3 separate regions of the Sus scrofa genome follow, and regions 1 and 2 are each linked to region 3. The links are chromatin contacts, called in public Hi-C maps. All regions are on one chromosome and are shown on one strand. The core of a region is the stretch at or near the end of the contact, and the rest is flanking DNA. Distances in the headings are between cores, read along the strand shown. Region 1 holds the start of PMAIP1 (phorbol-12-myristate-13-acetate-induced protein 1). Region 2 holds the start of VPS4B (vacuolar protein sorting-associated protein 4B). Region 3 holds the start of KIAA1468 (lisH domain and HEAT repeat-containing protein KIAA1468 homolog).

Region 1 (3,282 bases), core at 481-2,980, 1.9 Mb before region 3:
GGGCTACCAGGTTCAAGATAAGCTGCATCTCTCTTGGGCTTCCTGTGACATGTGGTGGTTAACTCCTGAATTTTGTGTATTCTTATCCCTGGGTGTTCATCACACTCAAAACCAAATTGTTTAAATTCAAGAGTAGTTTTGTTCCATGCTTATAGCATTGTCTACATTTCTGCAGGACCAAGCCACAAATAAAAACCTGCAGGTTTGTGTTGATTGAGTGACTTAAGGTAAACAAACAAGTTCAAATGCCTACTGGGGCCAGATCAAGTAAATGAGAAAAACAAACAGCAGGGAGCGTGGCCAACCTGAGTGACCCCGCCCAATGTCTCTCTACGGGGAATGGCAGCCTCCAGCCCGCTCTGCTCTTTAGGAAAACGGATCCTGCGTTGTCAGGAACTAATGATTTCCTAAAGGAAGCCAGAAATCTGGACTTTTAATGTAATCTCTCCATTTTTAAATGTTGGAAAACCAATTCGAATTTTCACAAGACATCTGGTAGACCAATACGGAGAACCAAACCAAGCACTTCTAGAAAGTCATGGAGCTCTAAGCAACCAATTTACAGCCTCTGCATTATTCAGGGCAGATAATAAAAGAACACTCTTTTTCTAAAACACTGATTCCTGGTAAGGCGGCAGTGGGTAAGAGGGCTTGCTCGGTATGGGCCTGCCAGGGTTCAGATTCTGCCACTGATCTCTGCCTGTGTGAGCTGAGGCAACTCGATCTCTGCAAATTTCAGCTTTTGAACCACACGATCTAAAGTGGCCACACGATGCTAAGAATGCCAGCTTGGTAGGGTAGTTCTGAGGACAGAATAGGAAATGCCTGCGGAATCCCTTAGCATGAAGGGGTCCTCAATACCTATGACCATTCCAAATGACTCCTCCTTTTTACAAAAACAAAAGTATTCAAGTGCCAGCCAAACATCGTGCAAATAACTTCCTATTCCCAGATTCCTCATTCTTTCCTCCACCAAAGCATTGAAAGTTTTCTACACGATGACCTACTCTTTTTTTGTGTTACTAAACATCTACAATGGTCAGGAGACCCATGGGGAATAAACGCTCTACTTTTTCAACCCAGCCGTGAATTAGTTAGCCCCCTCCCTCATTCACATTCCCTCCCCCTCCCAAATCTAAAGTGTTTGCTCGCGTGCTCCGAGTTTTCAATTTGCAACAATTTCCCAATAGTTTCAGTTTCAATCTGGTACTTTTCTCACTTGGCTTCTGGTACCATCTCTATGGTTATTAAAGTTTTCTTCATTTCACGTCCCAGAAACTTCCTAAGTTCTCGGAGTTTGAAAACTGTCCTCTTCTAAACTCTTTTCGGGGTTTGTTTACAGACGTCGCTAATTGCCCATTTCTGATAAGGACGAAGCTCCAGGATTCCCCATCCCCAACCTTCTGCTAGGAGAACCTTTCTCCGCTCGCGACTCCTACACCCCGACAAGTCTGCAGCTGACTCGTTTGTCAAGGAAGTAATTTCCAGGCTGGGCCTTGCCTCTCCCGCCAAGCTCCCGGCGCCCCCCGCCGCGGATCGGCGCCGCCGCAGGTCGCCAGCGGGTCCCGGCGGGTCGCGCTGCACCGCGCGCTGCGCTGGGCCAGTTACTCGCTCCCCCCGCCCCTTTGCGCGCTGGTCCGAGGGGGCGGGGACAGGGGCGGGCCCGGCGTCAAGTTTCTCTACGTCACTGGGAAGTCCCCATTAGGTCGGAGCGCGGGCAGCGGCGGGAGCGCCAACCTCAGAGGCTTTTGGGCGTTCAGGGTGTTGCTTTTCTAGCTCTCTCCCGCTTGCTCGCTTCTGCCCGACCGCCCCGCGCGCAGCCTGCTACCTGCAGAGCCAAGGTGCTCGGGTCCGGGGACTGAGTTCTCGGAGTTTTGCGGCAAAGTTCCGGCTGCTGTTTGCGGAGATGCCTGGAAGGAGGTCTCGTAGGAACACTCAGACGAACCCTACGCGGGTGGCCCTCCCGCCAGGTAGAGAGCAGCTGGGGCCCGCGGAGATCCTGACCCGGGGCGGAGGCTGGGGTCGAGGTCTCGGTCCGGGCGGAGTCACCCCATGTGCGCCGGGCCTCAAGGTCAGGCCGGCGCTGTGCCCTTGCACATGTTTTAGGGGCGCCGGCAGGAAGTTCTTTAGGGGTTTAACCGCGGACCGTGGATATGACCAGGGAGGGAGTCCGGCTTAGGGTTGGGATGCAGCAGCATTTCAGAGGATGCTGAGATCAGCTTTCCCATCCCCACTTGTTCTGCCCCTGGGCCATGGGAAGAAAAAGAGCAAGTACGGGCGCCAGCCACGCGGAGAAAGTCATTGCCATGGCGGGTGGGGCCGAGAGAGGCTCCAGGAGCTTCCTGGCCTCCCAGCGTTTTCTGAGGGAGGCCCTCTCCCTCCCGTATTCTGGATCTTTTGAGCCTTACCCCCCTACCCCAGGCAGTAATAATGCTTGATACTATCACAGGCCTTCCACAAAAAACTGACGGAGGGGTTGGAGGTCCCACAAGGACTGGTGAAATCAGGATAATAGAAAGTTTTTCTTCTTTGTTAGAAGTGTAACATTTTAACAATCGATATTAGCTGCAGAAATGGGGTAGGAGAACAGGAGTTGGTCCGCAATGTTTTTCAATCCACCCGTTCCTCTGCCCTTCCCCATCCGTGTACCTCATCAAATAATTTAAGGTCGGTTTCCTTATAAATCTTATCAAATGGAGCAGCCATCTGCTCCTAAGGAGCAGTTGCAAAGAAGGCAAATAAGTCTCTGAGCTGGAAATCTGTGTGGGTCATACTGCTGTTACATCAGATGGTAATAGGCCGTTTTATACTTAGTTTAACTTTTTAGAGCCCATGGACCGCTCAAAGGAAGTGGTGCATTGCCCGTGTGGTCATGGCAAAGCTGGCACCAGGCTGCTCTCTTGACTCTTGCTTGGGAGGGAAGAAACTTTGCCCGTCTTTTGTGCTGGCCCAGAAATCTGGCCATGTTTCAAAAAATTTCCCATCATCTTCAAGAGCCGACTTACTCCCTATTAATAAGAGACAGCAGAAAGGTCCCTCTTAAACTTGGTTAGACAGTAATACAGTAAAAACAACAAAAAAACAAACAAAACCAAAATTAAGGTATAAGTGACATGTAACATTGTATTAGTTTTAGATGTACACCATGATTTGATATATGTGTGTACTATGACATGATTACCACAGTAAGTTTAGTTAACATCGATCACCACACAGTTACATTTTTTATTAATACATTTATAGATGTAACAAAAAATTAATACATTTATAGATGTAAAAAAC
Region 2 (3,516 bases), core at 49-2,548, 1.1 Mb after region 3:
CCCTCTTTTTGGTGACTGTCTCAAAAATTTCTCATCTGGGAGTTCTCCTGCTGGCTCAGCGGAAACGAATCCAGCTAGTATCCACAAAAATCAGGGTTCGATGCCTGCCTCGCTCAGTGGGTAGGGCATCCGGCGCTGTGGTGAGCTGTGGTGTAGGTCGCAAACACGGCTTGGATCCGGTGTTGCTGTGGCATAGGCGCGCAGCTGTAGCTCCGATTCCACCCCTAGCCTGGGAACGTCTATATGTCGCGCGTGCGGCCCTAAAAAGCAACAACGACAACAACAAAATTCTCATCTCAGTGAACCCCATTCCACAGAGATCTAACAAGTCTAAAATCTTAAAATTACAGGATTTATTTACCAAACACGGAGCTCACTATGGTAGGGATGGGAAGGTGAAGTCACAAAAGAGTTTAAGAATATTCTCTGATCTTATATACTACATTTTGGGAGCTGTGAGTGCACATGAATGCGGAACTCAATGAATTCACCGATTCCTCTAAATTCGAGCCTGTTTGCACGTTTCTATTCACCTGACAGCTCTCGAAAAGAAAGGTTTTCCTATACAAACTTGAGAAACTAGGAGAGAAGTCGGACCACCCTACTTTCAACTAATCCAGAGCAGTCGGTGCTTTGGATACATTACAATCTTTCCTTTCTCCCTTACACTGATTGGAGCTTCTGCGCCTCTCGTTCAAATCTGTGCCCAGTTCAGTTTAAACTCGGCTGGCTTTCAAAGGAAAAAAAAAAAGCCACTTCGCCCCCCCCCCAAACAAAAAAAAAAACTTAATGAAAATCAAGACTCCCACAAAATCACTGGGCTTGGGAGACCCCGGAAGCTGGCAGAAAGGGCCTGACCTGCCCACCTGCCGCCCGACGCCGGCACAGCCCTCCTCCGTCAGGCCAGAGGGGCGCGGCCGCTTCCTCTCTCCTCCTTGCCCCCTAACTTCACCCCACACCCTACGCCCCGCGCCCCCCTCGGCTTTGGCTCTCCAGGGGGAGGGAGAAAAGTGATACCTGGAGGTTGGGCGAGGTGGATGCCATGGCGGAAAGGCGATTCCCCGAAGAGGAAGGGAGGCAGAAGACAACAGCAGCAACGCCGAGTCAGGCCCGGAGTTACCCCTAAACGTGCGTAGGCTGGCTGCTCTCAAACCCCCAACAGCGGCCTCCTTTCCGCAACTTATTTGAAAACAGCACCGCGATCTCAAAGCCGCCCGACCCTCCTTACAAAACTTCCGCAATCCTGAACTCCCACCTCCGGCCTTAGAACTTCCGCTTTCGTCATCAACATGCGCACCACCCTGTCCCGAGCCATCCGGGTCTTGCCTCAGTCCCAGGCCTCGCGAGACCGGGAGAGAGGTCCCTGAAGCCTACCCGAGGCCTGGCGGAAGTCAGCCAGCGCGCAGACGCACTGAGACTCCGGCCTGGGGCTGAGGGGCTCTCTGGGGGCTGAGAATCCTTCGGTGTTCTTCCTTTTCCTGATGTCTAATGCTGTTATTAGCTCTGGCTCCTTTCACTCCAGGTCATGGAGCGCGCTCTGTCGGGCTGTGGATGCTGTATGAAAAAAGTGATCCAGTCTTGGTTGGGGACTTTGGGCCCCTTAACACTTACTCTTATGTAAAATGGGGGGAATTACAGTGCCTAACTCCGGGTTGTGAAGAATGCTGGCGCTGCATGGTTAGGCGCATTGCACAGGGATAAGCGAGCGGGAAGGTCTGAGTATGCGTTGGAACTTGTTACTGCTCACGCTTTACAGTTTATCCAACGAACATTTCCCCAACGGTCATTGTCAAGGCTCTAGGAGGCCCGGAGAACTTTAGTAAAAGTTATGTATGGCTGCTGTCTTCAAAGGCATTATGGTAGTCCAATGGGGATGCAGGCTGCTGCACCCAACTCTTATCAGATATTACTTATTCCAGTTATTGTTACAAGGAAAGTTAATGGCCTGAGAGGTTAAGTGCTTTATATGTGATCACAGAAGTCGGGGATTATTGGCAGAACTAAAGACCCTTTTTTCTGTTGTTTGCAGCCACAGTCCTGTTTTTCTTCATCCTTTCTTAGTTTAGCTTCCTAATCCTTTCTAATCACCTGGCGTCTCCTAAATGAAGTACTTCCCTCCCCCACCCCCTTTTTTGACCTCCCTGGTGGCAGGAACCTGAGCTGCAGCAGTGACTAGGCTGAATCCTCACTGCTAGGCCACCAGGGAACCCCCCTCCTGCTTTTTATTGGTATTGTCACTACCCGGTTATTGAAATCTCTTCTGCATAGTGTCCTAGTGTCCTTTCTCTATCCTCTTCACTTTCTACCATTCTTAATTCCTAAGGGTAGAATTTCCTCAAGAGTGCGGCATCCTCTTTCATACTACTCAATCTCTGCTCCTCTTACCGTTTCCTGGGCTCCAGATAACAACAGGATAGAAATGGCTTCCAATGTCAATCTCCAGGCCAGGGTGTGTTCTGCCCAGTATTTAACAGTTCACTCCCAGAGATCTCCAAAAACTGTATAGTTTCCCCACAAGACAAATTCAACACATTGAAAGCCAAATTAATTATACCTCATACTTCCTTCTCTGTCTTGCCTTCTCAGAAGGATATCACCAAATCTCTGTCATCCAGGTTCAAAGATAAAGCCCTCTGCCTGCATCTACCAATGCTTCTTCTCACTCCTCTGTCCCCTTTCAGTTACTGGTAAAATAATGTAAGGACTCCAGCCCTTAGAATGTGAGCACATTGTAGACACTAAATGAAAGTTAAACTATTAAACTGAGCTGCTTAAAATAACTCTCTGGTTCCTTAGTGACTTTTAGACTTGCTTTTGCCTGAAGGTACAACCAGACTCCAATTTACCTTTCAATTCAATCTCTAAAGTTTTACTGAACACCCACTAAACAAAAGTCCACTAGGTATTAGGAAACTTTGAAGATGAATAAGATATGGTCCTTGCCATTTAGGAGTTTACAATTTAGTGGGAGAAATAGACATGTAATGATGAAAAGAGAATTCATTGAGTTATTTATTGAGTAATACCATATGCCAGGGTACTTTAGATGCTGGATATGAACCAAATAATCAAACATTCCTCTTTTATCACCAATACAGAAATAAATCATGTTGATATCATGTACCCTGCCCTCAAATATGCAATGAGAAGAGTATCATCTGTGGTATTTTAGAAAGTTCTTAACCTACATTTCATCATGAGAAAATGCCATAAAAACACAAATTGAGTGTTTTTTTAAAAAATAAATAAATAAATAAAACTTCTACAAAATGCCTAACCAGAATTTTTAAAAAATGTCAAAGAGTTCCTGTGCGGCTCATCATGTAAAGGATCCAGCATTGTCACTGCAGTGGCTGAGGTCACTGTTGTGGCACAGGTTCAGTCCCTGGCCCGGGAACTTACACCTACTCCAGGTGCAGCCAAAAAACAAAACAAAACAAAACCCTCAAACCAAAAAATTTCAAACTCATGAAAAACAAGAAAAGACTGAAAATCTTATCACCAACTGCAAGATAC
Region 3 (3,250 bases), core at 427-2,926:
CATTCTAGAAATCAGACCCTATATTAAAGATAGTCCCTTTGGGGCCTACTAACTTGACTGCTTTTTCTGGCTGTAGTTACTAAACACTTGACATTGGGTTTGCTTTGCTTTATTTTTAAAAACCTGTCAAATATTCACAATATATACTAATATTACATTAATTGATAACTGACTATAACGACAGATTTATTGTATACTAGGCACCAGGTACTGTGACAAGCATATTCCTAATTCTGTGAACTTTCAGAGTATCCCCTTGACAGATGAAGCTGAGAGAATTAAGGAACTCTAATTTTAAAGTCTCACAGCAAATAATTGCCAAAACTGGGATATGAGCTTTAGGCTCTTCAGCTCAATAAGCATAATCCTTGAAGGGAGGACTCTAAGTGCAGGGACCTTAAATACAAAAGATTTCTAAAATGCCGCATTACAGACATGGAAATGCTGTATATAGCCAATCCATTTCTAATCATGCCCTTTCCATGACATTCCCTAATCCCTACCATTCCTCCATTACATTGGTTCCATTTTCAATCTCTCTGACAAACTTAGTTACAATGAGGATCAGCAATCTTTTTTGCTAAGAAATATGTAACAGGACAGCGCGTAGCCTATTTTGACATAATTTCCCTAAGATCTGGGATTTTTTTCCCCATGCTTTTCTTCAATATATGGCAGACACACAACAATTTAGAATTCAAACATTAGGAGCTAATATTCTATTCAAAAAATACTTCAAATTCTTACTACTAACAACATCAAAACACTTCTACCAAAAACAAAACAAAAAACCCAAAACTTCACTCCAATGAAATTTTAGTTTACCGAGTCTGGTAAACTGAAATTAAGCCTACATTTAAATGTTGGCATACATTTACATGAACCAATAACGTGCCCTAAGGATATGAAAGAATACTCTATTTGTATTTTTTCACAGAGCTAAAGGAGATACTTTACTGCTTCAATGGAATATAACTTTACCCAACCAAACCTTTGAGTTCTGTCTTCTATTTACTCCCTCCACCTCCCATACCCTCACCCTACCGCATACCGCTCTACCTCTAACTCGGTGGTAAGTAGGCGGTCCCCAGGCCTAAGGTGAGAAAGCAAGGAACAGAAGCCACATTCAGACTGCTGCCCCTGCCCTGGGCACTTGCTACACTTGCGGAGAACATGTCATTAGCAGCACACAGTAAGAAAAAGCGAAGTATCCTAAGGAAAAGTGAAGCAGCGCGTCAGAGGCCGTGAGGCCAGCTTCAGAACCACCACACCTCTCCTCTCTAGTCCCCTGACTTTACCTGGGCTTATCCAGGTGAGGCCTGATCTCAGGAATGAGGTCTTCTCAGCGCGAAGGCCGATCCAGCTCTGTAGCAGAGTTCCCCTAGGTCCCCGAAAGGAAAGCCAAGAGAACGTTCCTAGGCCACCGTCATAACTGCCCCTTATCGTGGAACGCCCCCGATACTTACCTGACCAGAGCTGCTCTCGCGATAATTCTTGGGCCCGTACTCCGTAACTCCAGTCCCCGCCCCCCTCCATCGGCCAATAAAATAGGAGTGGGGGAGGGGCTTTGCCTCTGAGCTGGGAGCGGGGCTCCCAATCTTTGCTGGCTGGGGTTGAGAACGGGCGGGGCGGGGAGGGGCGGGGCTGGGGCAGAAAGAGGGGCAGGGCCCGCGCCATTTCTCGCGAGACTGGGGACCAGGAAGACGCCTGCAGAGCCCGGCTGCTGGTGCAGCTGCTGCTAAGGCAGCGGCTGCTGCTGTTGCTACTGCGCTGCATCCGGACCATTTGCCTCCGAGCCTGGGCCTTGTCTCCAGGTGAGGAGGCGGGACCTAGTGAGGCCGGGGCTGTGGAGGTGCACAGTGCCTGCTCAAGCTTAGCTGGAATTCAGGCTGCGGCCTGTCTGATCCAGACAGGGAGGCGCCCACACTCCTGACAGTGTAAGATGGCGGCGATGGCGCCTGGAGGTGGTGGCGGCGGCGTGAATCCATTCCTCAGCGATTCAGACGAGGACGACGACGAGGTTTCAGCGACCGACGAGCGGCGGGCAGGACTTAGGCTCAGTTCTGGGAGCGGCCTAGATCCTGGCTCTGCAGACTCGCTATCGCCCCAGGATCCCGTGGCCTTAGGAAGCAGTGCAAGACCAGGGCTCCCTGGGGAGGGGTCAGCGACTGCAGTGACACTAGGGAGCACCGGGGAGACCCCCGCCAGATTGTCAATTGATGCGATCGCGGCTCAGCTGTTGCGCGATCAATACTTGCTGACAGCCCTGGAGCTGCACACGGAGCTGTTGGAGAGCGGCCGCGAGCTGCCCCGGCTGCGCGACTACTTCTCCAATCCTGGTAACTTCGAGAGGCAGAGTGGGACCCCGCCTGGGATGGGGGCGCCGGGAATCCCTGGAGCAGCTGGCATTGGAGGCGCAGGAGGTCGGGAGCCGAGTACGACATCGGGTGGGGGACAGCTCAGTAAGTGAAAGCAGCCTGCCTCTTGTCTGGGCAGTTGGGATTGTAAGAGGTTCTTGTGGAGGAGGGGGTACCTCTGGGCGGGTACTGAGTATTAGGGACGTTTCAGAGAGAGACGGTTCGGGTTGGGGGTAGTCTTTCGTGGTGGAAGCAAAAGGATATGGCAGTGACTGTTCTCTGCCCGCCTCCAACTCTTGGCTGGACTTGCACCTGCTCCTGGCTCCGCTCTTGGTGTGTATCTATTAATTATCCAGAGTTTCCAGTTCACTGGCTTTACGTGACTCCAGAAAGACTTCTTTGCAACCTGGTTTATCGCTTTAATCATTTTTCCATTTTCGACAATCTCCTGAATCACCACTACCAGGAAAAAGTGTTCCTTTAATTGTTCGCAGTAATTATTTGACTCAGAATCAAGAGGGAAAAGAATAGGAAATGTTGCTAGCCCTTAAAGTCAGATCCACTTGAAGACCTTTTGTCTTTAGGATGACTTACTTAAAAGTTAGGTTTTTTGCTGGTAAAATTTTTTCTGTTTAAATAAACTCAATTTAATTCCATTTCAGTTCCGTAATTTCAGTAGGTTTCCAGAATTTTAGGAAGCCTAGGGTGGAGGGCGGGCAAATTCTATCTACCTGCAGTGTATCTGCAGCTCACCAGCTCACAGGCCTTCTTCTCTACATTAAGTTAGGAATTAACTTTTTTTCCCTTGTTATAGTCATTTTTAGCAGTGTACAGTAATCATCTACCTCATTCATCATTTATTTATAAGCATTTCTTATGGCTTTAAAACGTGC

What was found. Hi-C and Micro-C count contacts between places; a contact is called where the count stands out from the background.
Region 1: a Hi-C map of heart right ventricle shows a contact between it and region 3, with 7 times the contacts expected there. The contact joins the promoter of PMAIP1 here to the promoter of KIAA1468 in region 3. A contact is called at or near these places in 1 of 47 Hi-C or Micro-C datasets (heart right ventricle) and 1 of 2 datasets of contacts at active chromatin or transcription factors (alveolar macrophages).
Region 2: a contact with region 3 is called in a Hi-C map of alveolar macrophages, with 4 times the contacts expected there. The contact joins the promoter of VPS4B here to the promoter of KIAA1468 in region 3. A contact is called at or near these places in 1 of 5 promoter capture datasets (fetal skeletal muscle), 2 of 47 Hi-C or Micro-C datasets (alveolar macrophages and heart right ventricle) and 1 of 2 datasets of contacts at active chromatin or transcription factors (alveolar macrophages).

The regions. Positions count from the first base shown.
Region 1 is chr1:161,186,586-161,189,867 of Sscrofa11.1, reverse strand. It overlaps PMAIP1 (phorbol-12-myristate-13-acetate-induced protein 1), which reads left to right and starts at 1,730. Exons shown (of 2, transcript NM_214147.2): 1 at 1,730-1,970. The coding sequence starts at 1,907.
Region 2 is chr1:158,230,821-158,234,336 of Sscrofa11.1, reverse strand. It overlaps VPS4B (vacuolar protein sorting-associated protein 4B), which reads right to left and starts at 1,298. Exons shown (of 11, transcript XM_003121699.5): 1 at 1,018-1,298. The coding sequence starts at 1,044.
Region 3 is chr1:159,316,101-159,319,350 of Sscrofa11.1, reverse strand. It overlaps KIAA1468 (lisH domain and HEAT repeat-containing protein KIAA1468 homolog), which reads left to right and starts at 1,676. Exons shown (of 29, transcript XM_005654481.3): 1 at 1,676-2,462. The coding sequence starts at 1,943. PIGN (GPI ethanolamine phosphate transferase 1) reads right to left here and starts at 1,617. Exons shown (of 28, transcript XM_021099782.1): 1 at 1,467-1,617.